5 separate regions of the Rattus norvegicus genome follow, and regions 1, 2, 3 and 5 are each linked to region 4. Evidence: chromatin contacts called from public Hi-C data. All regions are on one chromosome and are shown on one strand. The core of a region is the stretch at or near the end of the contact, and the rest is flanking DNA. Distances in the headings are between cores, read along the strand shown. Region 1 overlaps Adgrv1 (adhesion G protein-coupled receptor V1). Region 2 has its middle 59 kb from the start of Arrdc3. Region 3 overlaps Arrdc3 (arrestin domain containing 3). Region 4 overlaps Adgrv1 (adhesion G protein-coupled receptor V1). Region 5 overlaps LOC120100653 (a long non-coding RNA gene).

The links. A called contact is a pair of places that touch in the nucleus more often than the background predicts.
Region 1: a Hi-C map of liver shows a contact between it and region 4, with 4 times the contacts expected there. The contact joins two enhancer-like sites. A contact is called at or near these places in 2 of 12 Hi-C or Micro-C datasets (Schwann cells and liver).
Region 2: a Hi-C map of liver shows a contact between it and region 4, with 5 times the contacts expected there. The contact joins two enhancer-like sites. A contact is called at or near these places in 3 of 12 Hi-C or Micro-C datasets (hepatocytes and liver).
Region 3: a contact with region 4 is called in a Hi-C map of liver, with 5 times the contacts expected there. The contact joins two enhancer-like sites. A contact is called at or near these places in 7 of 12 Hi-C or Micro-C datasets (the A7r5 cell line, the Rat2 cell line, Schwann cells and 4 more) and 1 of 1 datasets of contacts at active chromatin or transcription factors (oligodendrocytes).
Region 5: a contact with region 4 is called in a Hi-C map of liver, with 2.5 times the contacts expected there. The contact joins two enhancer-like sites. A contact is called at or near these places in 3 of 12 Hi-C or Micro-C datasets (the A7r5 cell line, hepatocytes and liver).

Annotation. Positions count from the first base shown.
Region 1 is chr2:13,108,455-13,114,240 of GRCr8, forward strand. The region is part of intron 88 of Adgrv1 (adhesion G protein-coupled receptor V1); the gene reads right to left. Among named protein-coding and RNA genes, the nearest start is that of Rnu1-149, 16 kb to the right of the region's middle. Within about 2 kb of position 4,182, at least 57 of the 93 cell types and tissues checked have an H3K27ac peak or open chromatin away from gene starts, as enhancers often do. A contact at or near this core is called in liver, where this site is marked.
Region 2 is chr2:12,928,940-12,935,108 of GRCr8, forward strand. No RefSeq gene overlaps it. Among named protein-coding and RNA genes, the nearest start is that of Arrdc3, 59 kb to the left of the region's middle. Within about 2 kb of position 3,277, at least 27 of the 93 cell types and tissues checked have an H3K27ac peak or open chromatin away from gene starts, as enhancers often do. A contact at or near this core is called in liver, where this site is marked.
Region 3 is chr2:12,884,761-12,890,442 of GRCr8, forward strand. It overlaps Arrdc3 (arrestin domain containing 3), which reads left to right. Exons shown (of 8, transcript NM_001007797.2): 8 at 1-956. Among named protein-coding and RNA genes, the nearest start is that of Arrdc3, 14 kb to the left of the region's middle. Within about 2 kb of position 2,366, at least 1 of the 93 cell types and tissues checked has an H3K27ac peak or open chromatin away from gene starts, as enhancers often do. A contact at or near this core is called in liver, where this site is marked.
Region 4 is chr2:13,380,641-13,386,064 of GRCr8, forward strand. All of the region lies in intron 84 of Adgrv1 (adhesion G protein-coupled receptor V1), which reads right to left. Among named protein-coding and RNA genes, the nearest start is that of Rnu1-149, 260 kb to the left of the region's middle. Within about 2 kb of position 3,276, at least 9 of the 93 cell types and tissues checked have an H3K27ac peak or open chromatin away from gene starts, as enhancers often do. A contact at or near this core is called in hepatocytes and liver, where this site is marked.
Region 5 is chr2:13,021,917-13,027,618 of GRCr8, forward strand. LOC120100653 (a long non-coding RNA gene) reads left to right here. Exons shown (of 4, transcript XR_005500452.2): 3 at 786-1,497; 4 at 1,874-2,488. Among named protein-coding and RNA genes, the nearest start is that of Rnu1-149, 100 kb to the right of the region's middle. Within about 2 kb of position 1,970, at least 3 of the 93 cell types and tissues checked have an H3K27ac peak or open chromatin away from gene starts, as enhancers often do. A contact at or near this core is called in hepatocytes and liver, where this site is marked.

The DNA.
Region 1 (5,786 bases), core at 2,932-5,431, 270 kb before region 4:
CCCACAGGGGTGGCTCAGGACAGATTTCGGACATGAATTTTGCTAGAATACTGGCATATAAGGAGGAGGGAGAAGGAGGGGGATGGGGACACACACACACACACACACACACACACACACACACACACAAAGAGAGAGAGAGAGAGAGAGAGAGAGAGAGAGAGAGAGAGAGAGAGAGAGAGATCTCCCCTTGCCCCTGGCTCTTGTGTTCCTGTAGAGGCAATGAACACAGTGAAGCCCTTGAGCCACATGCCTTGGGAATAGGAACAACAAGCCTTCCTAGTCTTTGGTCCAAACCCTGGCTGGGTAGCTCATTGTTTCTGTCATTCAGAACCAGATGCTAGCATTGCTGTGTGTCAGCTTCCTCATCTGTAAGGTAATAAAAATGGCAGCCAATGTCTTCTCGAGACTGTGGTAAGGACTGGAAAAAAGCAAGATGTTTGAACCCTTTTCCAGTACAGCCAAAAAGTAGATTCAAGTCAACCTGAACTGTGCTGTTATTGAAATTATTCTTGTCTTAGGCTTTTCAGGCCTAGAAGAGTTTCTAGACAGCTCACAGTTCTTGGGCTCCTAGGATCTAGTAGTCTAGCTCTCTGGTGAGGACTTTTTCTAATTGGTGGTGTCTTATGTAGAAGGGCCTCCTTTCTAGGCCACTAACCCCACCAGGGACAGTGGGGTCCTTAAGGCAGCAGCACGTTCTATGTGCCTCCCTCCTAAGCCACAATGAAAATCAGGCTTCAACCTGTATTTTGAGGAGACATAAACCTATATTTTACAAATCTGATTTTTTAAAAGACTTATAAGCACTCTTCCTTTGTCTGAATTATGCATTTACTACTGTCAGAATTAGAAGTTCCTTGATCATCTTGATAGATAAGAATCTATCTGTCTGTCTGTCTATCATCTATCTCTCTATCTTCTATCCATCAGCTCATCTGACTGAAGAACTGGTTTATTTCTCTGCATTAACAACCAGACTGACAACAATGGCTGCTTCTGACAAGTTTAAATGCAGGTGGAGTGGAGAGAATGGACAGAAGCACAAATACATACATGAACATTCTGCAGCCTGTCAGATGAGAAATTTGACATTCAGAGAAGGGAGAGGCCTGCAGGTGGCTACATAAATATGTGGTCAAAGAGAAGGCCAGTGTGAGGCATCTTGATTGCTAACTTGACAGGATATAGAATTGCTGGAGACAAGACTCTGGGCATGCCTATGAGGGAGTTTCTAGGTTGGATAGTTGGGCTAATTGAAGTGACAAGACAAGCGCTGTGGGCAGGTCTTGCTTACCTTTGTTCATTTATACAAAATGGAGAATTGTAGCTATAGACCTTCTCTTCATGAGAATATTTTATACTCCAAACCACTGGCAAAAATGTGAAAATACTGATCATTTAAAGGACCCTTTAAAGAGGATAAATTGGGCTAGAGAGATAGCTCAGTGGTTAGACCACTGGCTGCTCTTCCAGAGGATTGCAATTCAGTCTCTGGCACCCATGTCAGGCAGCTTAGAAAGTCCAGATGCAGTTCCACAGTATATGACACCCTCTTCTGGCTTCACTGGCACTCACATACATGCACATAGCACACATACACAGTAAAAAAATAGATCTTCAAACTCAATATGTATCACTTCCTTTTGAGGAGTGAATGAAAAAAAGAAAAAAAGAAAGGAAAGAAAGGGAAAAAAGAGGACATGACCTGTTCAGTGTCAGCACCAGAAGAAAGAAATAAAAGGGAAGGAACATGGCTGCTCCCAGGTATGGTGAGGAGAAAGTCTATTAGAGACATGTGGGAGAGCAGAGACGAGGACAGGGACATCTGTGAGAGTCCAGGGCTAATATGAACCATGTGAGGACAGGATGTAGGGAAAGGGAAAGGGGAGAAAGGGAGCCAGCCAGAAGGAAGGAAAGAGAGTAGAAGACCGACGAGGAACAGGTTATCAAACTGGTTAGATTACAGATCCAGGAACAGCTAGGGCACAGGCAGCCCAGTCCCCCGTACTGGAGAAGTTTAGGGTAGGGGTGGGATACATCAGCCAGCAGGGCCTGTAACAGTCAGGGACTGAGAGATGACAGGACAGCCTGCTGTCTGCCTGCATCTGTTTGATGTGTTCCATAGGCACCTCAGCCATTTGTCACAGTTTGAAATCCAACACAGAGAATGTTAGTGAAGTTTCCACTTCTGTGACAAAATCACCTAAGATACTTGACTCATCTGGAAGTTTTAATTTGGCTCAAATCTTCCAATCCTGGTAGCTCCCTTTACTGCTCTTACCCCTACAGGAGGTGACACACCACAGAAGAAGCGTGTGGCATAAGAACCTCGGTTATCTCATGACAGCTAGGAAATGCAGAGGGGCAACAGGGCTGGTTGGACAGAGTCCTAATAGCACCTTTCATGTCTGCCATGCCCTTGCTTTCTCCCTACCAGACCCTACCTCTAAAAGCTTCTAACACTTGCTGGAGTACTGCCTGCTGCGAGCAAGCCTTTAACGCATGACCTTTTGAGATTCATTTAAGACATTGTCACACAGGCAGTACTGTCTACATAAACAGTAGCCGTGAACTTACAGTGATCCCTCTCTATGTCGTCAGGTCAGGGAAGGGTTGCTCCAGGACTCTGGTGAGGATACCACAATGCGAGCATGTTCAAGTCCTTCTTGATAGTATTTCCATATAACTGACACACAGACTCTCATATCTCAATATGACATTTAGATTACTTGAAATACCTAATCCAAGGTAGAGTCTGTGTAAATATTTTTATACAGATTATATAAATTTAGTATTAATGCTATATTGCCTAGGAGATAATAGAGGAGAAATATGTCTGTGCTCAGTACAGGTATGATTTGGTAAAAATATTTCCTACCTGTATTGGTTGGCTCCTAACATACAAACCTGCAGAAGGATGGAGCTCTCTCTGCCCTCAGAGATGGAGAAAAACTTAAAAGTCAGGGCCAGCACAACACAGAGTGGGGTAAATGGTCTGATCGCCAAGAATGCACTGAAAATCCTTCAGCTCAGAGAGAAGGCAGATGTAAGCCACAAAAGATTAGACAGACTTGAGTACTTTCGTCAGAGAGGCCTATGTTGCTTAAAGGTCAGTGACACTCCTAACCCCTGTAAGTGAAATCCTGCAGTGCTTAGCTTCATGCCTAGCACACAGTAAGCACATGTTAGAAGCAGCTTTATTATTTAGGAAGAGAAGGAACAGCAGAAGGGAGGAAAGAGTGAGAAGAAGAGAGGGAGGAGGAAGGGGGAAGAGAGAGAGAAGAGTCTGATGAACTTAAATAATTCTCAAGATTTATTCTGATTAAATGTACTTCCTGTTTGTAAGCTGCTAATACAACTGTATTAGCTGAAAACCAGATCAACAAACCGTGAACACACATGCATTGCGAGGTACACTGGGAGGATGACCAAATACTATCACTATGCTCGAATGGGATTCAGGGCGGGTGACGTCATGCCCACCCCCCTTCCACCACACTATGAAGCCTTTTATGATGTTTCTAAGTCTTATCTTTGGCCGGGCTCCAGCGTTAACCTGTTACTTCCTTCTAGTCTTCTGGGCAGTCACTAATTTACGGTAATCTCTTCTGTTCCACCCCATAGCACGGTGTCCTGGTTTTCCCCTCATTGGCATCTTGTCTTCAACTGCCTGAGTGTTCCCTGAAGACCCACTCTCCCAGTTCCTCCCTTCAGAGAGGAAAGCCCATAAATCTTAATTGTAGGGCTAGCAGTGGTCCTCAGTAAATCCTTGTTAAATTCAATCTCTTATTTGAAGCTTGCAGTGCCCCACTCCTCTCCCACAAATTCACTGATTTGCAGAAATCTGGTCTGGAAATGACTAACAAGTTCTAGCACCTCATCCCCGGCCTGACATTTTCAAATATTTACATGCTTCATCATTTTCCAGTGTGTACTACCAAAACAATGTTTATATTAAAAACACATTTAATTATCCAGCACTTTTTAAGAGCTATGCTGATAGCCAGAGGTCCTGTCCCACTTAAAGGAGCTGAGATAACTAAAGGCTCCATGCTTGATTCAAATGACAAACGGAGAATGGGGTTAGGGAGCGACGTGAGGTCAGAACAAGGCAGTGCGATGGCCTTGTGGGAAAGAGAAGCTGATGCCCCAGTCAGCACACTAGGTCTCCTGCAAGTGCCTATTTTCTTAAGTGCCAAATGCAGTCAGTCATGGGCTCTGTGTTTGCTTTGCTTTGAGAAGTTGCTCTGCTTCTTGTAAGTTTATTTATTTTTTTCCTGGTGGAAGAAGTCCAGTACATGACGTAATCTGTTGCAACACTGGGCTGGAGACAGGATTGTTCTGTGACTTGGCCCTGTCCTTTCTGTACCACTGCTGTAGAAAACAGAGGAACTGAAGAACAGAAAACAAAAACAGGGCTGGGAGCAACAAGGGAAAGGCAGTGCCTGGGTGTGTCTCTTTCAGAAGCAGCACATACATAAGATACAGTCTGATTCCCTAACGTCACAAGGCAGGCATCCAAGTTCCAGATCATCCACAGGTGTCTACTTAGTAGATCATAACTTCCTGCTTTCAAAATTCCGGTAATGAGATAGTGACCGCCTGAGGCCAAAGATGAAGTAGTTACTATCAGTGTGGAAATCCCATTAGCACCCCACCCATGGGGGGTTGTTTATTACCCCTGGGCTTTATTCTGCAGGTACTGAGCGAGCTACAGAGGCTTTGCTCTTGTGCAAGAGGACTTAGTAGAGATCTGAGTTATTGTAAAGGGGGACTGGTGCAGAGTTTATAGGTAAGGCAGGTAGCTCCCAGGCTAGATAGCTAGTCAATGCAGTGCCTTGCAGATGAAGCAAAAGCAAACGGAATTGGCAACCTGAATGCAGCCGGCTTCACAGCAAGCACCAGGACTTGTCCCAAAACATTTAATTCTTATTTGTTTTCATAATAAAAATTTGGGATGCTTTTGAAATCAACAGACTGCCATACTGTTAATTCATAGTCTAAACAGCCTGTTCCCTCCTTCCTAAAGTCACAAAGACTCTTGGATAGGTTAGAAGGAAGCCAGCCTCACAGCACTGAAGAGCTCTTCATGCCCCCTGGAAGAATTGCTTATAGCATTATTTAAAATCTAATCACACTGCTTAGTATTATAATTCCAAGCAATCAACAGGATCCATTTGGGCCTTCTTCTGTAGTCACTGGGAACCATATGGCTTGTTTAAGTAAACATCTGTGATTCCTTTCAGCTAGTACCAAAGTTAACGTGCTGTGTGACGATTCCAGTAACTGTCATTCTTTACTGTTGAATACTGAGTACAGGATTTTAGGGATATTTCTACTGTTTTCAACTTCCCAGTTTGCTACTTTTGTGGACTGGGAGAGAGCAAACACCACAGTACATTTTCCCTTGAACTGAGCTGCCTCTTGTTGTTATGATTTGATTGTTCATTCCTCCTGATTGTATTTTATGGTATGTTTTCTAGGAAGGGAGCAAAAGTGCATTCGTATATTAACCCATCAGATGCCCTTGTCATTTATAATGAAAGGAGAGAATGGAAGCTTCAGATAAAACTGATCCTGCTTGCCAACGTTGGTTTGGATTTGAGGAAGTCAGCAAGTTATCTGGAGCCCAAGATGGCTACAGGAATTGCTAGCTCAAGATCTGTTTTCAGTGTGAGGTGATCTCCATTCTTTAGTAATCACTGGGCCAGTCTGATATGTAAAACTCCGAGAGGGAGCAGAGCAATGGAGGCAGAGAGACTCCTTCCTTCAGGACATATCTTCAG
Region 2 (6,169 bases), core at 2,027-4,526, 450 kb before region 4:
TCACACATTGCTCTGAGCAACTAGTCCAATCCTCAAATCCACTTCTTCCTGTAGAAAAGTTTCTGCTCTTTAATGTGAGCTCGCTTAGGGTCCTTCTTGAACTAGGGCCCTACAAAGTGTCTACAGAACATTCTCTGTAGTGATCAAGATGAAAGTGTTGTGTTACAAAAACTTCAGCATTAGTTACTTCTGCAATTTCCAGGAAATAGCTACTAGATAGGGTGGTTCTTAAAGCTTTGTCTTGCTACTGTCTGCCTGCCAGGGACAAAGAGTTCACAAATAAATGACAGCAAGTCATTATGACAAGGGAAACAAGTTACCAAGGATATCTCTATGAAGGTGGGCCTATAACACTCTCTAGGACTCGCCCACCATGATCTAGAGTGGAGAAATTTAAGCCTGGCTTTCGGCACAGGAACTGTGTCGATAAGCCATTTCAAGATGAATCCCAGCATGTGGTCATACCTGTCAAGCAAATTCTGTAAGTCACTAGATTCCTGAGATTTGTCACCTCCCCTCCAACCCCCTCAGTGACAGACTGGCAAGACTGGAGTGTGTGTCGAATCAGAGACTGCTACAGACATGCAAGGCTATAGACACTCAGACCCCCAGCAACCCTGGGCAATGTGATTCATCACTTACAGAGGGAAGGCAACTCAGAACGTCCCATCTTCCAACTGCTGAGTCACTCTGCTCTGAGCTATTTAAACAGAGGCTTCCAGGAGACACACACTCAGCACTCCACTTAGACAATGCCCGAGCTTCTAGCTTGGGTTGCCAGAACCAACCCTGTTCTGTTTGCATCGTCTTTTCTCCATATTGTCCCACGATGGGGGACTACTGACTCCTTAACTCAGGTGGAGCCTGTTCAGTTAACACATAGGGGATCTTAGCACCCAATGTCCCTAATTTCTCTTTCAAATTTTCTCATGGCAACAATGTCTTTTTCTGACTTTATTTTTCTTAAAATAAAATATCTTCAACACTTGCAAACATTGTTTGAGCATCCATTGAGGAATATGCATGGAGGTACAGACAAGAGGTGGGAGAGAGAGAGAGAGAGAGAGAGAGAGAGAGAGAGAGAGAGAGAGAGAGAGAGAGAGAGAGAGAGAGAGGAGAGAGAGCTGGACATGCTGGCACTCGTCTGTAACTTTAGCATTTGGGAGACATTCCTTGTGCTTAGCAGCTCACCGTCTAGTGAAGACTATAATCAGCTAACCACAGTACATGATGTGCTGGTTCTGAGACAGCTGAGCACAGGACGGAAGATGTCAATGATGCTCTGGACCTGCGTCCCGGAGGAAGGAAGGGGGAGGATCCCTACTGTTCACATTGCAGTCTGTGAATGAATGAATGAGTGAATGAATGAATGAATGTCCCCCCACCCCCGTAGGCATCAAGGGAATATAGGAGATGGGAGTTTCTGAAGGGCTTTACACATCTTATGGGGATGTGTGTGTTTCTCCCTGCGGGCCAGCCTTTGCCTGGTTTGACCTGGCTGTGCCAGACCTATCTGCTAAGACTGCTGCTGCTGCTGGCCCTGTACCCTGCTGAGCCTTTAGGCGCTCCCTTCCAGGTGTCAGATGAGGACTCCTTTCACATTTGCTTGCCATCCACAGGCAGTGCTGTCCAGCCCTGAGAGCTGGCTTTGGCTTACTTCCTTGCCAGTCTGTTCAGGAGTCCAGCGTGCCACTTGATGTCACATGTGTTGCAGGTGTTGTGGATTAAATTGCTACAGAAGCTGGATGTAAATGATGTCATTGGGCAAGACGGGACTTGGCAGGCCCATGTTGCGTGTCCAAATGCCGTTCCTATCTCGCAGTGAAAAGATGTTGTAAATAAAGAGAACAAGCACAAACTGATCTCAAAGACTGAGCATAAGTGAGGAGCTGTCCTGGGCACTATGCAAAAGTTTTCAGTTTTCAGATTAATGCTGTCCTTGTGTTAGAAACCCGTTCTTCACACCGAGGAAATGAAGGCTCAGAGAGGTTCAGAGACTTATGTAAGGTCCTAAACTACACACACACACACACACACACACACACACACACACACACACACACACCACATTTACACATGTATACTGACTGATTCACACACACACATTCATACTCACATATACATACACACACACTCATAATACGCTCACACATGTACAGACTTACACACACACACACACACACACACACACACACACACACACACACTCTACTGAGGACAGCAGCCAAGGTCCTGAATATACTCAGCATAGAACTATATAAACAGTCACAGATTACTGTTTATCTTGAATCTGAACACAAATCAATGTGTTCTTTAAACTTTGGACTGGTTTACAGCAGGAACCATGAGATATTAACATTGTAATAAGATTTCTGATTCCAGCCAGATTATCAGTTTTCTAGGAGTCAAACAAACATAGGGCATTTAGCCTGGGCCTATGAATTTGTGTTCAGAAACATGCTATCAATCTAAATACATTGGCTTGGAAGGAAGCAAAAAAGAAAGACTAATATAAAGGTCATCAGATAAAAACGTGGTGAAATATATGTGCATTCCCAGAACTACTGATGTCAAACAATACGACACACACCAGGGGAAAGATGTGGAAAAGGATGCCTGCTTTTGCGACTTGTTGATAACTGCCGAGAGTTTTTTCTCCTTGGGCCTAAAAACAATTTATAGCATTGGCAACAGCATTCAGTACATTCAGAACAGGATAGCTTCACCCGGAGCTGACCGAAGGCCTTGCTTGGGACAGCATCGAGGACGGCCGTCCAGCAGACAGGGGACTATGCCAGGTTCAGCAAGTGAAAAGCCAAGCAGGGCCATTTTAAGTAACACAGCTTATGTAAGTGAGAGCTAACTGTCTCACTGGAAGTGGGTCAATAGGAACTGGGAGAACGGGGGCCCTTACTTATGACCCCAGTGAAACTACAGGTGGGTTTCTTTTTCGTCACTTAGAATGTGACTTTGTAATGAAACAATGTCAGGGTTCAGGTCAGGCCTCTGTATTTCCCACCCTCTTCTTGTTTCCACATGGTTTTCTTTCTCCCTTTTTTCATTTTAATATGCTAAACTACTATGATGGAGACACACATCATTTGACAGAGTTTGATAACTTTACTGCTGGGAACAGGGAAAAGAGTTTGGGATAAAGAAAGGTCCTCTTTGCCTCTCATAGCTATGATTCAGTTCTGAGTCAAGAGGAAGTGTGCCACCTACTGAATCACTGAAACCACTTCCTGTGGCTGTTTGGTTTATTCTGGAGGCACCAGGCCAGGCCAGGGACTGCCCTGCCCTGACCCTTGCCTGGCTCTCCAGAGCCAAGGCGTTCACAGCTCGAGGTGGTTTGGCCTGAGACTCTTGAGAACGTTACGTATTAAATTACAAGTGTTTCGTTTCCTAGCAAGGAGTCTTTAGCAACATAAAAATGAGCATGTGCTATTTGCAAACCATCTGAACCATTACTCAACCTGAATGTTCCTAACTTTTTGCAAGGTATATATTCTGGATGACCGCTATCCAGTGATCTGAATGTTCTCAGTTTGTCCTGTGGTCAGTGTCGGCAGTCTGTAGGGTGGCACTGGCTGCATGAGTCTTCTTGGGAACCCCTTAATCAGTGAAGCAATGCTGGACTTGTTCTCATGTGTCTGTGTTTGACAAGTGCTCAACCCATGTATGCAGACGGGCTGGGGGAAGGGATACAGTGGTGTGCAGGAAGCATACAGTGCTACCTTCGTAGAAGAACTTGCTCTGCCCACTAGAAATGGGGCCCTGCCTGACTACCAGAGCTTACACTGGAGTCAACTTTGCATGAAGGAGCCCCCAAGTACCTTCTTTAATGAAGAGACATATAGAAGAGGGAAAGGAGGGATGGGGTAACCTCAACGTCAGTGTTTTCTTTATTTGCAGGTAAAAATAGAAGCAGTAACATGTTGAGTTCTATAATGTCATCTCCAAACAGATTAAAGGGGCTTTTGTTCGTTTGTTTGCTTTATCCTAAGTGGCCCTAAGATTTCACAGGGCCTCAGCATACACATGCTCTCTCAATGAGTAAAGCTGCAGAAGGGTGGATCTGTGTAGAGGTCAATACTAGAGAGCCTGAGGGTCACTTCTGAGGCTTAAAAAGGCTTCTTTCCTCAGAATGCATAAGAATCCCTAATGGCAGAGAACACATTGTGCCTCTGCCCCCCACACCCCTTGCTCTGCTGATGTGTGAAGGAATGACTGCAAACACCGGTAGTAGGCAGTGAACAATCTGCCCGTGTCAGCCAGTTGTCTCGAGGAGTCAGTTATACAACATGGAGAGTGGTGCTTGCACCTGTCCTGTAAGGGGGTGCTTTCTGTGTGCCCCCTTTTATTATCAGTGCCCTTTCTATGTCTTCTCCTGTGATTTTTGATTATACCTGATAAGGCCATATTGTTTCTCATGGTATGATTGATAACCTGTGGTTAATGATGAAATTCTGTGACTGCACTCTTTCAGCCTGTGTAAACTCGTGCATTTCTTTGGAAAAATCATAAAACATATTAAAATGATTACGGGCTAAAATGTCCTGTCAAAAACATATTCTCTAAGTTACATGCAAAGTGTTTACCAATTAAACACATGTAATATCTTTCCAAATTATAATATTCAACATCTCAGAAGGTATATGTAATCTATACCAGATCACTCTTTTCTTTGCTCCAAGGCTACTCTTTACACATTTGACTTAAAGAGGAGATGGGATTTGCCCTTCCATCTCTCAGGCCAGGTTAATACCTGATACACTTTCTGCTTCTCCTTATCTATCGTGTCATTTGACTCAGATGACAAAACACATGGACGACAATCTGCTTTCAAAGTCCAGACAATCTAAACAATGTTTATTAAGTATTCTCCTGACAACAAGAAGATAAATTGGTTTGTAATAATCTCAGAATCCTGAGAACAGTACTTAATCCTTCATCTGTGTGCACAATTTTGTTAGTTTCTATTATTAATTAATTACTCTATAATCTAGTATGTAAAACCTGATCTATAATAAATGCTTAATAACTTATTAATAAATTTCAGCATTTACTCTCCAAATAACAAAAATTATATTATTCTGTTTTCTAAGGTTTTCTTTTAAACATTTTATATAAAGTACTCATACACATGTCAGAAAGAATACAATTTTCTGTCATTAATTCTTTTTGACAAGGTCTCATGGAGCCCAGCCTGGCCTTAAACTCACTGTAAAGATTTATAGTTTATAGTAGAAACTCACTGTTAAGATTACATATGTGTGTCGCACATTTGGTTTACTATGGTACCCAGGATGGGACCCAGGCCTTCATCCTTGCTAGCCAAGCACTCTACCTGCTGAGCTAAATCGTCAGCCTCTAAATGCTTGATCATGTACTTTTGGTTCAATGTCACAGAAAATTATATTGAACTCTTGACCAATCTATTTTTTCCATTGGAATATTGGCCCAAATAAGAAATAACATCAAGGAAAAATTATCCTTTGGCAGGAAAAATGTCCTTTCTAAATTCTTGTGTGTTTTGTTTTGATTTTTCCTTAGTGACTGGAGGCCAGTTTCAATTCATTCCGGCACAGATTCCAAATTTTCAATCTGGTTTTCTTGAATACAGACGGAGTGCCAAGAATGAGACAATGAGACAGAAACACCACCAACACATTCACACTCACACACAGACACACATACAGAAGCATACTCATACACAGTAACACACAGATACACACACAGACACACAGAGAGATACACAAACACACAAGTTTAGATTTACACAGGCACACAAATATACACACAAAGACACACAGAGATACATATAGAAACACACAGATATGCACACAAACAAACACAGATACATAGAGATACACACATAGGCACACATGGAACTGTATATACACACAGATACAACAAATACACAGAGATATACATAGGCACACACAGAAATGCAGAGATACACACAGATACACAGAAATAAACACAGATACACATATGGAGAGATGGACACAGACACATGCAGAGAGATACAGACACACACAGAAAGACATACAGATATACACAGAGGTAGACACACACACACAGATACATACAGATACACTCAAACACACAGAGATGCACACACACAGAAAGATATACACAGAGTTAAATGCAGATACACACAGACCCA
Region 3 (5,682 bases), core at 1,116-3,615, 500 kb before region 4:
GATGTTGCAACATATGTGTGAGATGGGTGTTACATCTGTCCACCTTGCCATCTGACCCACAGCTCGAGTGACTGAGAATTATAGTAACTCTGGCCTGGTGCTTGACCTGGTTAAATACTGTCTTAAAGCTTCATACAAAATAGGCTTTTCCATAAGTGGCCTTTAAGAAAACATGGAAGATAATTCATGTTTGAAATAATGCCGACAGGGTGAAGAAAGCCCATTGTAAAAATGGATCACGTTTTAAGTGATTCAGTTAAAGGGTTATGTGCTCCCATAGCAAACAATACTAGATAATAAGGAGTTGGGGGTGAATTATTTTTTTAATTGTTAAATCATTTTGTGAATGTCCCCCCTCAGAAGAAGCTGATGGGATATTTGGCATAAAGGGCATTTGGTGGATTTGTTTTTGTTGGGAGGGATTGTGTAAAAACACCTGACTCTGTGTTATGTCTGACTAGGGAACAATTGTTGGTGTGCATGGCCTCGGGGCGCTCACTACCATGTTCTACAAAATACTTTATTAAGCAAGAATGACCAATATTCTGATAATTGGCATTGGTGACAAAATTATTTTAAGAGTTGGTGAAGTAAAGTTTTATTTTTCCCATTAAGTATTTCTTTACTCTTTTGAGGCATTACACTATTCTAAATATTGGTCAATTCCTGACATAACATCTGAGGGTCACAGTTGCGCTCTAGTATTCAAGCTATCTTGAATTCCTAATTTTTCATTTAGGAAAAGTAAAATCCAAAATGTTTGCGAAACAAAGTGCAATATTAAATGTTTGCTTTATAGATTATATTCTATGGCTGTTGTAATCTTTTATTTGGTGCTGAATATGTCCTTGTAGGCTCTGTTTTAAGAAAACCATGTGGGAAATGATTTGACTTTTCCTATTGCTCTTCCTTGTGGAAAATAAAAGTGTTTTTTTTTTTTTCTTTTTTTTGTAAAATTGTTTGGTGGTTTATTTGAAGTTTGGTCTCATTAGTGGTGCACTACATTCAAATATTATTGACCTTACAGTAAACTCTTAGATCCTTCTGAATACTTCATTTCTAAATTTGTACTGATGAAAATTACTGAGGAATTAAAAGATGTGAATTTAAGTCTTAAATAATGAACCAAATGTAATCAGGTAATTTCACATTTAGATGCCATTCCCCACACATACACATACACACTCCTCTGATGTATCCTGTCTTAACATTACAGGAGGACCTACATTATAAGTTAGGTTGAAAACCACTGAACTTTTTTTCCAAATTTTAAAACCAGCAGTAAATATTTTTAAAAATAGATCTGACTATTAGAGTGATTGGCAACTTTCAAAATCCTTTTGGAATCAAATTTACTTTTTCTTGTTCATTGTTTACACACACATAAGATTATGCGCCTTAGAAAGGAACCCCCATGTTACAAAGACATTTATACACTTTGAATGCAATTATAATGTGTTACATAAATAGCTGAACTAAGTTTGTCACACAGGCCAGTGGAAGACACACGTCTTTCAGTAGTTAGATTAACAAATGAAAGAGTTCTGAGGAGGGAATGAGCTCAGATCAGCCAGTGAACCAGGCATTGAACAAAAGGCTCAAACTGATTTCCTCTTCAGGAAAGAAGAAAGGGTACATGTGATGCTCACTCTTGAAGGTGTGAATTTGTCTTTTTTTTTTCTTTTTTTTTTTTCGGGTGAATTTGTCTTTTAAGGAAGTAAAAACATTATGCCCTCTACCACCTATGACTGCCAGTCCTGGGCACTCCTGTAAAAATGGCATTAGAGTACATTGAGACTAAACTACACATCTTCTAGGTTAAACAGCATTGAGTCCTCTTAACTGAAGCTGCTCCATGAATTTATTGATTGGCTGACCTTGCTATATTTAGTCAGAACTTTTGATTCTCCAGAAAAGAAACTCAGACTAGTTTCAGTGAAACAATATATTGACTAATAATTCCAGGAATGATCTATATTAAACACATCTGGATTTAGGAATGCCCTGGGGCACATTCTCTTCCCTTTAATTTCTTGAAATGAGTTTTTTATACTGGAAATTTTCGTAATTTTTTCATCCTAACTTCTAAGCTAAACAAAACAGAATACTTTGATGCTCTCAAAAGACAAATAGAAGACTTGCTGTGTAGCTCAAACTGGCTTCAAACTTAGGATCTGTCTTCCATTCAAGTGTGTGCCACCATGTCCAGTTAATAAGATTCTGATTAGCTGGTACTTGGAACTTAGTTCCTATGACATAGGTGGGTTTTCCAATAGAAAAACTTACAATTGAATTCTGTCCTGCTCCATCGATAGGGCTCAAGCCAGCAACCACAGTATATACCCTGGAAGTGTCTACCTACTCGAAACTCAGGCGCAGTTTGAAGGAGAGCAGCCCCAAGGCTCATGCACTTGAACATCTAGGGAAGGATTAGGAGGTGTGGCCTTTTTGGAGGAGGTAGGTCACTGGGGTTGGCCTTTGAAGTTTGAAAAAAGCCTAAACTAAGCCCAGACTTGTGTTTATCCCCACTGTATGTGTGTGTGTGTGTGTGTGTGTGTGTGTGTGTGCGCGCGTGCGTGTGTGTGTGTGTGCACTGTACCCGTCTGCTTCCAACCATGATGATCACGGACTAACTGAAATTGTATGTAAGCAAGCCCCTAATTCAATCCTTTTTTTAATGAGAGTTCCCTTGGTCATGGTGTCTCGTCACAGCAATGGAACAGTAATAAGATACCAGATGATAATTTTGAGGTATAATTATGTAATCTCTGAAAAATGGGCAATTATATCTTTGGAGTTCAGTGGCAACTTTATGTCCAAAAGTACTTGACTGTGGTGAAATAGTTCATACTACAAAGCGGGGACATGTTCTAACTCACAGAACATTTTATTGGTAGCAAAAAATATTTGGATTGAGAAAATAGGTCAGAGGGCAAAGTGTTTGCTGTGTAAGAATGAAGACTTGCTTTTTTTTTCCCCCTCCATCTTTATTAACTTGGGTATTTATTTACATTTCAATTGGTATTCCCTTTCCTGGTTTCCAGGCAAACATCCCCCTAACCCCTCCGCCTCCCCTTCTATATGGGTGTTCCCCTCCCCATCTTCCCCCCATTACCAGCTTCCCCTTCCACTGGAGCTCTTACTAGGCTATTTATTGCTACCTATGAAGTTGGAGCCCAGGGTCAGTCCATGTATAGTCTTTAGGTAGTGGCTTAGTCCCTGGAAGCTCTGGTTGGTTAGCATTGTTGTTCATATGGGGTCTTGAGCCCCTTCAAGCTCTTTCAGTCCTTTCTCTGATTCCTTCAATGGGAGTCTCGTTCTCAGTTCAGTGGTTTGCGGCTGGCATTTGCCTATATATTTGACATGCTCTGGCTGTGTCTCTCAGGAAAGATGTACATCTGGTTCCTGTCAGCCTGCATTTCTTTGCTTCATCCATCTTGTCTAATTGGGTGTCTGTATATGTATGGGCCACATGTGGGGCAGGCTCTGAATGGGTGTTCCTTCAGTCTCTGTTTTAATCTTTGCCTCCCTATTCCCTCCCAAGGGTATTCTTGTTCCCCTTTTAAAGAAAGAGTGAAGCATTCACATTTTGATCATGCATCTTGAGTTTCATGTGTTCTGTGCATCTAGGGTAATTCAAGCATTTGGGCTAATATCCATTTATCAATGACTGCATACCATGTGTGTTTTTCTGTGATTGGGTTACCTCACTTAGGAAGATATTTTCCAGTTCCATCCATTTGCCTATGAATTTCATAAAGTCATTGTTTTTGACAGCTGAGTAATATTCCATTGTGTAGATGTACCACATTTTCTGTATTCATTCCTCTGTTGAAGGGCATCTGGGTTCTTTCCAGCTTCTGGCTACTATAAATAAGGCTGCTATGAACATAGTGGAGCATGTGTCTTTGTTATATGTTGAGGCATCTTTTGGGTATATGCCCAAGAGAGGTATAGCTGGATCCTCAGGTAGTTCAATGTCCAATTTTCTGAGGAACCTCCAGACTGATTTCCAGAATGGTTGTACCAGTCTGCAATCCCACCAACAATGGAGGAGTGTTCCTCTTTCTCCACATCCTCGCCAGCATTTGTTGTCACCTGAGTTTTTGATCTTAGCCATTCTGACTGGTGTGAGGTGAAATCTCAGGGTTGTTTTGATTTGCATTTCCCTTATGCCTAAAGATGTTGAACATTTCTTTAGCTGTTTCTCAGCCATTTGGCATTCCTCAGCTGTGAATTCTTTGTTTAGCTCTGAACCCCATTTCTAATAGGGTTATTTGTCTCCCAGCAGTCTAACTTCTTGAGTTCTTTGTATATTTTGGATATAAGCCCTCTATCAGTTGTAGGATTGGTAAAGATCTTTTCCCAATCTGTTGGTTGTCATTTTGTCCTAACAACAGTGTCCTTTGCCTTAAAGAAGCTTTGCAGTTTTATGAGATCCCATTTGTCGATTTTTGATCTTAGAACATAAGCCTTCCTCTACACAAAAGAGAAACAAGCCGAGAAAGACATTAGGGAAATGACACCCTTCATAATAGTCCCAAATAATATAAAATACCTCAGTGTGACTTTAACCAAGCAAGTGAAAGATCTTTATGATAAGAACTTCAAGCCTCTGAAGAGAGAAATTGAAGAGGATCTCAGAAGATGGAAAGATCTCCCATGCTCATGGATTGGCAGGATTAATATAGTAAAAATGGCCATTTTACCAAAAGCAATCTACAGATTCAATGCAATCCCCATCAAAATGCCGATCCAATTCTTCAGAGAGTTAGACAGAACAATTTGCAAATTCATCTGAAATAACAAAAAAACCCAGGATAGCTAAAGCTATCTCAACAATAAAAGGACTTCCAGGGGACTCACTGTCCCTGAACTCAAGCAGTATTACAGAGCAACGGTGATAAAAACTGCATGGTATTGGTACAGAGACAGACAGACAGACCAGTGGAATAGAATTGAAGACCCAGAAATGAACCCACACACCTATGGTCACTTGATTTTTGACAAAGGAGCCAAAACCATCCAATGGAAAAAAGCATTTTCAGCAAATGGTGCTGGTTCAACTGGAGGTCAACATGTAGAAGAATGCAGATCAATTCATTCTTTTTTTTTTTTTTAATAAGCGAAGGCGAGGTTTTTTACGGAGATCTATTACAGGGATCTCTGGGCCTACACGTACCCCACGCAGGAGACAGAGGTGTCGACCAGATCAATCCATTCTTATCACCCTGCACAAAGCTTAAGTCCAAGTGGATCAAGGACCTCCAAATCAAACCTGATATACTCAAACTAATAGAAGAAAAAGTGGGGAAGAGTCTCGAACATATAGGCACTGGAGAAACCTGAACAAAACACTAATGGCTTATGCTCTAAGACTTGCTTTTAGCACCCCTAAAAATAAAACAATAAAAAAATGCCAGGTGTGGTATTGTGGTAGTAAGAGCCTTCCTTTAATCCCAGTCCTCATCAGAAACCAGCAAATCTCTACCACATTCAGAACCTTGCATGCAGAGAGGTCCAGGCCAGCCGACCCTGTCTCACAGAAGGAAAAATGGTGAGCCCTGCTGCCCACCTACAATTGCAATGCTGAAAGGCAAAATCAGAAGGATCCCAGGCTGCTGCCAGTCAGCTAGTCTAGCCCAATCAGCAAGTCCACATTCTGTGAGAGAGACTCTGTGT
Region 4 (5,424 bases), core at 2,026-4,525:
AAATGGCCATCCAGAGACTGCCCCACCTGGGGATCCAGCCCATATATATATGTATATATATATATATATATATATATATATATATATATATATATAGCCACCAAACCCAGACAATATTGCTGATGCCAAGGATTGCATGCTGACAGGTGATATAGGTGATATAGATCTCTCCTGAGTGGCTCTGCCAGAGCATGACAAATACAGAGGTGAATGCTAGCAGCAAACCACTGACCCAAGAAGATCCCCATTGGAGGAGTTAGAGAAAAGACTGAAGGAGCTAAAGGGACTTGCAACCCCATAAGAACAACAATACCAACCTACCAGAGCTCCTAGGGGCTAAACCACCATCAAAAGAACACACATTCACAGACCCATGGCTCCAGCTGCATACGCAACAGAGGACGGCCTTTTTGGGCATCAATGGGAGGTGAGGCCCTTGGTCCTGCCAAGGCTTGATGCCCCAGTGTAGGGCAATGTCAATGCAGCGGGGAGGTGGAAGGTGTGGATGGTTGGGTAGGGAGAACATCCTCCTAGAAGCAGGGGGAGGAGGGATGGGATAGGGGTTTATGCATGGTTAACCGGGAAAGGAGATAATATTTGAAATATAAATAAAAATATCCAATAAAAATAATTTTAAAAAAGATAAAGAGATAATAGTAGTGGCTGGAAGTGTGGCTCAATTGTTAAAGCCCTTGCCATGCCAACAACATTAGAGTCTCTATTCCAAGAACACATGCAAATGCTATCTGGTTGTGATGGTCACCTATAACTCTAACCTTTATAAGTGGAGACAGAGATCTCCAGAGGAAGCGAGCTGGTTAGCAAGACTTGCCCTGTCAGAACTCTGGGTTTGATTGAGACCCACCTCATTGAATATTGTGAAATGGGGATAGAGGAAGACTCCTGGTATCCACCTCAGTCCTCCATGTGTGCATGCGTGTACACACACACACACACACACACACACACACACACACACACATGAAAACACAGACGTGTAAATATGCTTGCTATAAATGTCACACATGATAAAAAAGTTGACCTGAGAGACTTTCCCCAAAATGAGTGGATGATAAATGGCTAAAGGTGTTTTTTTTAAAAAAATACTTCTTTTCTATTCTTTAATAAAATTAAAAGTTATGAATTTTTTAAAGATGATTTTCACGTGCAGGAAGAGGTTGGTAACACGCAGAGACTTAGTGACAGTGAGAGGAGCAGCAGCTGCCACCATGGGGAGAGCATGGATGGGGAGGTTGCTCCAAGCTGTCCCAGGCCCTTCACAAACAGGAGGAGGCAGCCCTCTGTTCAGCATCTGAACTTGAACAAACTTCTCACGCTGGAAGTTAGGAGGCGTTTGATTTATTTCTATCTGCACAACCTGTAAGTCACAATATTCTCCTGAATGACAAGCCTTGCTTAAGTGGCTAGTTCAAAGAAAGATCTAGTTTTGACTCTAGTATTTAAACTCAAAACTTTTTTCTTGCTTTATTAGCAAAAGTAAAGTCAACAAGATCCAGTCAGATTAATGAGTAGCCAAAAGTTCTAGCTAAGGGAAAACTATCTCTATTTATAACATCATCCTACTCTGCTTCGATTGACCTCAAATAGACAGATAACAGCCAGCCAGATGCTGATGAAGATAATAGATGACAGATAGATAGATAGATAGATAGATAATAGATAGATAGATAGATAGATAGATAGATAGATAGATAGATAGATAGATAGATAGTAGATAGATGGTAGACAGAAGTATATACATACATATAAACACACATAAGTACATGCATAGATATGTATGTATATAGTTAGACAGATGGATGATTGGTAATAGGCAGACAGACAGACAGAGTTCTTAGTTCATAGCATCTGGGGCCCTGGACATGTCTTTCTTGTGTTAACAGTTTCAATGCAACAGGTCAAGTTACTTGGGATGATCAGATCTTCTCCTACAAAGAGGAGACAGTGTTCTGGAATCCTAAGTGGCTTTGGCTTCAGTCTTGCAGTCAGAGATCCTTAGAGAGTTTCCAAGAGGATAGATACTCAAAGGTAAAATGACATAGGGCTCAGATTAAAGGAAAGTCTTTTAGTAGTTGTGTGCAATCTGGATCATTCCTGAGAAACAGACATTGTACAATGACATTCCTGAATGTTGCAGAGTGATAAACAACCCAACTTTTACTGGATTCTAAATAACAGTGCTCAGCTAACATGAAATTCTCTTCTGCCTTCATGAAGAATAAACAGATGAAATTAAAATTCATGCACATGCATCGGATGACAAAAAGAAAATAAAGTAAAAAGCAAACAAACAAAAACACGTGTTTCAACTTCTAACCTAGTCACATAGCCCTCTGTGAGTCGCTATCAAGGCTCTGTGGTTCTTGTACACCATTGGGCACATAAAAGTTCTCTGCACAGGGTTTTTTTTTTAAATTCAGTTTCAGAAGATAAAGTGAAGCCAAACAAATAGACAAAAAGAAACAAAGAAGTCAGATGTTTTCCTGTTGGCAAGATGTATTAATCTGAGTAAACACCGTGCTATCTCTCTGTTCTTTTTTTAGATTTGGGGAGTTGCTTTTCCCGACAGAACCTCTGGAATTGAGAGCTGTGCCTGGCAAAGATGCCCTTTGTCCCTCCTGCCACCAGCCTGCTCAGGGCACACAGGGCAATGTGATTCTGAGATAAAGCTTCCAAAGATAGAACTGCATGTTTTTCCCAGGAAAATCTGGCAAGAGCATGAAAGGCTGTTGGCTGTTTCCCACCACCCTGGAAGTCAATGCTCTCACACCTTGCTGCTTAAGCGTTTCCTAGTAGATAAATGAGAAAAACAAAACTCGACACTGAAGGGAAGCACTCCCTGCTTGATAAACTGCTAAAATGTAAATCTTATATGAAAAAGTCTGTGATATTCCAATAAGCATAATTTTCTATATTAACAGTAGGCACATTACTATTAGCATAAATAAACAGTAGAAAAATAACTCTGTAGCCCCTGCATTTTAAAGTTACTGATGGGTGGTAGCAAGATATTTCTACCAAGGACAGGTAGAAACAAGCTTTCTGGTATTAACTTACAAATGCCTTCACTGCAGTTTTGAATACAAGTGACACAAGACAAAGCCAGAAACCCACAAATGTGTATTTGCCATGCTGCACACACTCTGTAGCTCGGTCAAAGAAAGCTTTGAAAGGAGCCTTTAATTTTTAACCTAACCCCTACTCTGCAAGACTGACTGGTTTTGGTGGAGGAAAAAAATCCTATACTGCCACCTGCTGGCATATTATGGTCAATGCCACTCACAGAATTAGAATGACACTCAGATTAAAGCATTATGAGCGCTTTCTAATTAAATTTTTTTCAAAAACTGAGTATTGATCATATTTTCCCCTCCTCTCTCTCCACATCCCTACCCATGTAACTTCAATACAAGAACAATCTATTGATTCTTTTGTATCCTCCTCGAATTTGGAATAAAGTAAATAAAATATTTAGTGAATTAGTGATACACTGTTCTATATGTTTCTAAAAATAGAGAACAACCGTACTTAAGCACATTTTCCTGACAACATGACTTACACATTCATTGTACCATACTCCTCCAAAATGAAGTCAAGAGGAATGAGATGTGGCTCAGGTGGTAATGTTTGCCTAGCAGGCACAAGGCCCTGGGTTCAATCTCCAGTAACACTTAAACCAGCATTATGACGCAGGCCTTTAATCTTAGCATACTGTACATGGAGGCAGAAAGTGTAGAAGTTCGAGGTCATCCTCAGCTACATAGCAAGTTCAAGGCACCCTGTGCTACATGAGAGCCCTCTCCCTTACATGCACTGGCACATGCACCTGTGTGCACACACTTGCACACAAACACACACACACACACAAGCAAACACATACACTAACACACACTAACACACACACACAAGCAAACACACACTAACACACACACAAGCAAACACATACACTAACACACACTAACACACACACACAAGCAAACACACACTAACACACACACACACACACACACACACACACACACACACACGCACGCACGCACACACGACAATCAACTAAGTCTTGAAGAGGAAAGATCTTAGCATGCCTGTTTTCCCAGTATTGACAAATCACACTCCTATACGTAACTGGAGACATTTTAGTCCTTTAACAAGAATGCAACCCAAGACCATTATTTTTCATTTCTCCAGGCAATTTAAGTTCTAATGATGTCTACTTAGCAAAGCTGGAGAATCCAAAATGGAGATCCAGGGCTGGGAGTGTAATGGCCCCAATAGTACAATTCTACAACTCATCCCATAAGCTCCTTCAAATTCGGTCATGTCAAAGCCAGCGTCTCTGTAAACACTTCCTTTTCTCATTTTGGAGAATCTGACAAGTTTGGAAAGTCCTCAGTTTGGAACTGGATATGCAGCTTAGTACTCAAGAGCACTTGCTGCCCTTGCAGAGCGCCCAAGTTTGGTTCTCAGAGCCCATGCTGGGTGACTCACCACTATTAATTCAGTTCTGTGGAATGCAATGCCAGCTTCTCACTGTTACATAATAGCGTTCATGTGCGTATCCCCCCACTCCACATACAGACATATTAATAGAATAAAATAAATCGTTTTTAATTGAAAATAAATTATTTTCTTATACAATCCATCCTGACCACAGTTTTCCTCCCTTCACTCCTCCCAGCCTTCCCCACCTCCCTGCTTCCCAGCTACATCCCCACTCCATTTCTCTTCAGAAAAGAAGAGGTCTACAAACAACCGAACTGCAGACAAAACCCAGGCAGGACAAAAGAAGAAACAGTAAGGCAAGGAGAACCCTCATAGCAAGGCTGGACAAGATAACCCAACAGGAGGGAAACAGTCCCAAGAGCAGGCAAAAGAGTCCAAGACACACCCGCTAACACCCTTAGGTAGCCACCAAGCTAACAGTCATAACATACACAGAGGATCTGGTGCAGACCTAGGCAGGCCCTATGTCTTGCTGCCTTAGTCTCTGTGAGCTAAAAATAAAATACAGCTTTAAAAATCTCTTGTCTAGCCAAATGAGAAGAACATTCACTTTAAGTTAGATAGTATTTTTAAATATCCAGGCAGCTGGTAAATATGTTGCGTATTTCCTATGGAAACTATACCAACTGTACACTGTATGGCTTCTGACATGAAAAATTAAACCATTATATTGGGTAAAAATAAGCTATTGAAACATATTTTTAGTTCTTTTTGCCACAAATCATCCCTTACACAATTTTATGCCACGTTGTTTTGTCTATTCTAAAAATACACTGGAAATGTACGCACTTGACTAATTGTTTTCTTCAAAACCCACGTTAAGCATAATGTGAACCAGAAGCCAATATTCTAACATAAAGATTCTGGTTTTCTTTCTCATCCCCAAACATGAGCAAATTT
Region 5 (5,702 bases), core at 720-3,219, 360 kb before region 4:
GCTTCCCACCATGCTTTCTCTGCAAGATTGGCTCTATTTTCTGAGCAACAAATGCATTCTTTCTTCTCTACTTTGCTTCTGACAGAGTGTCTGCCTTAGGGATGAGAAAAAGTAATCTTATTCAAATTAACTGTTCTGGAATCTTCAGAGCCCAGAGCCACTAGCATGAAACTTACAAATAGACTAGATTCCTAGGCTCCTGTTAAACTGGTTAATTAACAAACCTCCTCAATGTTTGGAATACAATTTCAAACTTTGAAATTAAATGAGCTTACTGTGGGGGAGTTAATGTGATGTGAGCTTCTAGGGGTAGAAGAGCACAGTAATGAAATCTGCCTCTTTAGTTGTACACAAATATATTTATTAGAGATATAAATAATCATGTTTTATATGTATATTTTGTGAATTAATGGTAAAGAAAAGCCATGTCTCACTAAAAACTGTTTTTAGACTGACTGTGGATACATGTTTCTCCAATATCACTTTTCAAATAATTTTTTTTTTTTTGGTTCTTTTTTTCAGAGCTGGGGACCGAACCCAGGGCCTTACGCTTCCTAGGCAAGCGCTCTACCACTGAGCTAAATCCCCAACCCCTCAAATAATTTTCTAGTAAAATTTTTGTTTGTGTTACATTTTGAAGAAGCCAAAATATTTTATCCTTTCAAATTTAAAAATTTCTGTCATTTTAGTCAATATTACAATATTACATTTAGTCAAATAACAATTCTGTTATTTTAGTCAATAAAAACTCTTATTTCATCCTCACTTTTCTGTGTTTGGACCAGACTACTTGCCATCTACCTGCTGTCTTGGAGTGGACGTTCAGCGGTTGCGTGTGGCTCTGACTTCCAAGAGGAGACAAGGGACTCAGAATTCAAGGTCCAGGTTTGAGACTCAGGTTATGGTGAATGGATCCTAGGTTTTCTAGTTGCATTACAGTAATAATAAGTAATAAACTTATCTCTCGACTAGACTAAGGAAAGATAGTATCTGCAAAAGACTTACATGAATAAACTATGTTAGATTTCTAAATAAAAATCAATAGGTAATAGCATTAAATTGACATAAACCAATTTAATTTATGTGAGTAAGCTTACAATATATTTAAAATATAATTTGACGATATATTTTGCCAGCTAAACAATACAAGTTAGCTTGCAAAGCTGAGTTAGTTCAAGAAAGTTTGTTGCGGCTTTCTCCAAGGGTATTGGGACTGTGAGGCTCAGGGGAAAACACTTCATTCGATCCACTTTCATCCTTCATAGAGAGGTACTGACTTCAAGAAGAATGTATAAAAAGATCGGCAAGAGCATCCAAACAAATTAATCAGCTTTTCATGTCAGCCTTTTGTATTGGATGTGCATGTTTCTTATGTAAATGATAATGTAACTTGGAACAATTGAGTCCCTTGCTTTATTTTCATGGAGACCAAGAGAGCAGACTCAGTCACACCTGCGGCCTTAAGAGCTCACATGAACTTTGACCTGTAAGCAATGTGTAAGTGCGTAACTCATCTCTTCATTACCTACCTCTTATCTATTTATTCTTTCACTGTCTGTAGCTCTGCTTTCTCAGAGAGCAAGGTACATCTGTACGGGGCTGTTTGCCATTTGTAAGAGAGCCTTAATACACATCTGTTGAGAAATCTTGTTTACTTTGTCAGAAAAGTTCAGGATTACCAGTCAAATAGCGATTCAGGTTGTTATCACAATACACATACAATAGCTCGTAGAGCTTCTCCGGAGGCTTATATGTAATCAATTGTAAAACTAAACTAAAATAATATTTTGCTCCTGGTTCTACAACTTTAGGGAATTTACTTTATTTTTGTGTAAATATGTGTAATACCCAAATGCTTGCTTTTCTTTTCCAGGGAAATGTTGGATTTTTACTGGAGTCCAGAGGACTGCTTTTCACCGCTACCAAGGGACCCTGAATATTGCACCACACTCATCTTTCTGAACTGGCCACTGGCTGTCTTTCAACTGCCTGTCTCGGGCACTGTGTGTACTGCTTTGGACTACTAGCCATACGCTGCCATTTGGGGCTCAAACTGAGGAAATGTTTGCATAGCATCATCGTCAAGAAGTTGTGTATATTCTGCTAGGAAGTAAAGATGCTGACCTTAAGCATTGAGAGATGGAAGCCATTCTGAGACAATGCAGGGAGACTAAGTGCTTGTGGGTTATTTTTGTTTATAAAGAGTTTGCAACCAGCCCACGTTGATCCACAGAGAAGTAGCTCCTAAAAGTCACTTAGCTATGTATTGGCTTTATCTGGGAGCTATGGCTACCATTTCGGACTCTAATATAAATAGACAATAAATATTTTTCCTGAATTCCTTTTCATTTTGCGCGCGCGCTCTCTGTCTCTCTGTCTCTCTGTCTCTCTGTCTCTCTGTCTCTCTCTCTCTCTCTCTCTCTCTCTCTCTCTCTCTCTCTCTCTCTGTGTGTGTGTGTGTGTGTGTGTGTGTGTGTGTGTGTGTGTGTTAGGATATGCAGACTTGAGTTCTGTTTCTCATTGAGGCTGGAGATGGGTCTCCCTGGAGCCAGAGTTACAGGAGCTTGTGACCTGTCCAGTGTGGGTACTGGGAATGGAACCCAAGTTCTCTGAAAGGGTGGGTAGCACTCTTAACTGATGGTGTTAAGGCTTTGTCTTTTACTGTTTAATGTAATGCTAAGTGCTGGCCTCCAAGATTTGGAGTCTGCAGTAGCCTGAGGGACCCTGCCACCAGTTGATTCTGACTGGTAGATAAAGATACCAGCAGTCAATAGTTGGGGAGAGAGACATAGGCCGGGTTTAGGTTTCCTAGGCTAGAGACCATGAGGCAGGAGCAGGGAAAAGAAAGGATCTGCCACTGAAGAGTTAAAAAATATGTAGGGCCAGAGAGATGGCTCAGTGGTTAAGAGCACCAAAGGTCCTGAGTTCAAATCCCAGCAACCACACGGTGGCTCACAACCATCTGTAGTGACACTGATGCCCTCTTCTGGTGTGTCTGAAAACAACTATATTTTATATAATAAATAAATAAAATATTTAAAAAAATATGTGGAAGAGAACAAAAAGAGCTGCCATGTGTTAGGGCCCAAGAAAAGGTGGCCCAGAGGGCTACCTGGTTGGGGCTAAAAGCAGCCCAGAAGAAGCATCATAAGTAATAACTTGGGATATATATATATATGAATGAAGGTAGATTCTAACAGCAGGGAAGGTAAGTAATTGCTCAGCTATTGTGAAGCTTAAGGCATATTAAGATACAAAGGTTGAGTGTATCTTTCATCCAGGAAACATAAATGGTCAAAGGTGGGAAGGAACCACATGCTGGGATTTTATTATTGTTTTTACTACAGATGAACTATCTCCTCTGTCCCTTTTCTTTCTGAGTGACGTTTTTCATTTAGCATGTCTTTGTTTCACTGGTGTTGCATACACTAGCCTATTTCCTCAACTTTAAAGCTGGCAATACGCCATTCTGTGTACACACAAGTCCTTTATGCAGATAGTGGATCACTTATACTCTGGCTACTATGACTGTTGCACAAAGTTTGCATCTTCCCACATTCACAGGTTCATATATTTCTTCTACATTTTTATCTCTAACATTAGGAACTTTTTAAGTAGAAAAAAACCCCAGCATTTTAAATAATTTGCATTATCTTTATCTGTAGACTTTTCTTAACTCTCCTGTTCAAGCTTGTGTTCTTATGTGGGACATATTTTTTTTGCTTTCAGTCTGAAGCCAAGAAATTAACTTTGATAATTCCATCCCTTCGTTTTGTCCCATTTAGTCTCCTCTTCTCCTTACAAAAGTGTTCAGGACTGGTGGTAGCTCTTTTCTGGAGAGGTGATAGAATTCTCTAGTAAAGTTATGTGGGCATAGGCCTATGTTTTTAGGAAAGTTTTATTATAAATCTGAGTAGAAGCAAAGTTTCTGTTTCTCCTTGAGCCAATTTTTGTAAATAATGTTTAAAAAAGAAATCTCACTTGCAAAGATATCTTTTAGTTTACTAGCACAAAGTCATGAGAGCATCTTCCCATGATCTTCTCAATGCCTATGGGTCGGTCGTGATACCCCTCCGGTCTTATGACCTTGTCAACATGTCTGTTGTGATATCCTCTCTTGTTATTGACATTAGTTACTCATTTTCTTTCTTATTTCTCCTTGTTTTGATCAGTTTTCTGAGAACGAATCAGGTTTATTAATTACTTTGTAATGCTTACCTTGGTTTATGGTTAACTAACTTTTTCTTTCCTTCTCTTCCTTTCTTTTCCCCCCACCTTCTTTCATGTCAGGAATTGAACCCAGGGCCTGCTCAGGAAGAGCTCTAATACTGAGCTATAGCCCTCAACGGTGATTTTTTTTTATCTTTACTATTTCCATAGTTCTTCTTTGAGCTTAATCTCTGAGTCTTAAATGGCAGCTTTCCCATCACCCCCTCAATGTATTGCAAAGTCCTACTAAATTATAATACCAGTGATGCTTTAGAGTTGATGGGACAGCAATGTTTTACAACTACTTGTTTTATTGATGTAGTCTTGAAAATATTACAGCTGTGTTGCTTTAAAACCAGGACAGTTTCTGTAAAATTCAATATAATCTTAGAAAATAGTATTTTTAAATTAAACATAAGGTAAGCCTTGGTGATTAACAGACAAAGAAGGATGTGATGCAAACCACAAAACCTATAAGGAAAATGTGTGTCTCTCACTATTTAGACCAGTGCAATGAAAAAATGATAAATAAGAGCCCCTCAAGTTCAGGAACTCCCATTATTAATCATTTTAATGCTTACATGTTGCAGATAGTGGCAGCAGAAAAGTAAATATATGTTGTTGTAAAGATATTTACTTTTTAAATAGCTTTATTGAGATATAGTCCACATACCATACAATTCATTCATTGAAATTATACCAGGCTGTTAGTTTATTCACAGATATTTGTAACATCGCCATAGTCAACTTCAAGACATTTCATGCCATCGCAAAGAGAAACAGTGTAGAATTTATCTGTCACTCCCCTATCCCTGCTACTTCTATTCAATGTTATTTTGATAAGCCAAAAAATCAGAAATTGTTTATGTACATATTTTCTAAACTTCTTGTATGCATTTAAAAATTTAGGAAAATGAATGCAGTTTCTATTAAGAATGCACATTAACTAAGAGGATGTGAATTTTTATATCCACTATGCACTGAATTTAACATTGATTGCTTTTTTTTCTAAGTATTCCAGTTTCATTCTTTTGTTATTCTGGGTAGGACGATATCTAAGACAAAGAACTCTTCTCTCGCCGGTGTCTGCTTGTCTTCTCCCTTAATGCCAAATTCCCATGTTCTGTAGCTCTAAATTCTTAGCATATGCCTCTCAACCTTGTTTAGTGTTGACCACAATCACCTAGAAGTTTGCTGAAATTATTAATGTCTGGATCCTACCCTGAAGGTCCTTAAGCTGATATATAACACAATTCAAAAATCATGGCAGAGAAATATCAGAATTTCTCAGCAGAGAATAAAGACCCTCATGACTTTTAACCATCCGATTATAACTCTGGGTATCTTCAGGGATGGCAATCCCCAAACGTTCTAAACACATGATGCTCTTTTTCTCCACTGTGCTAGTTCAGTCTACTTACAGAGTAAAGACTGCTGTCCTACTCTGCACAGAGAGATTCAGCCTGCCTCAGTTGCTGACTCACTGGCATAAT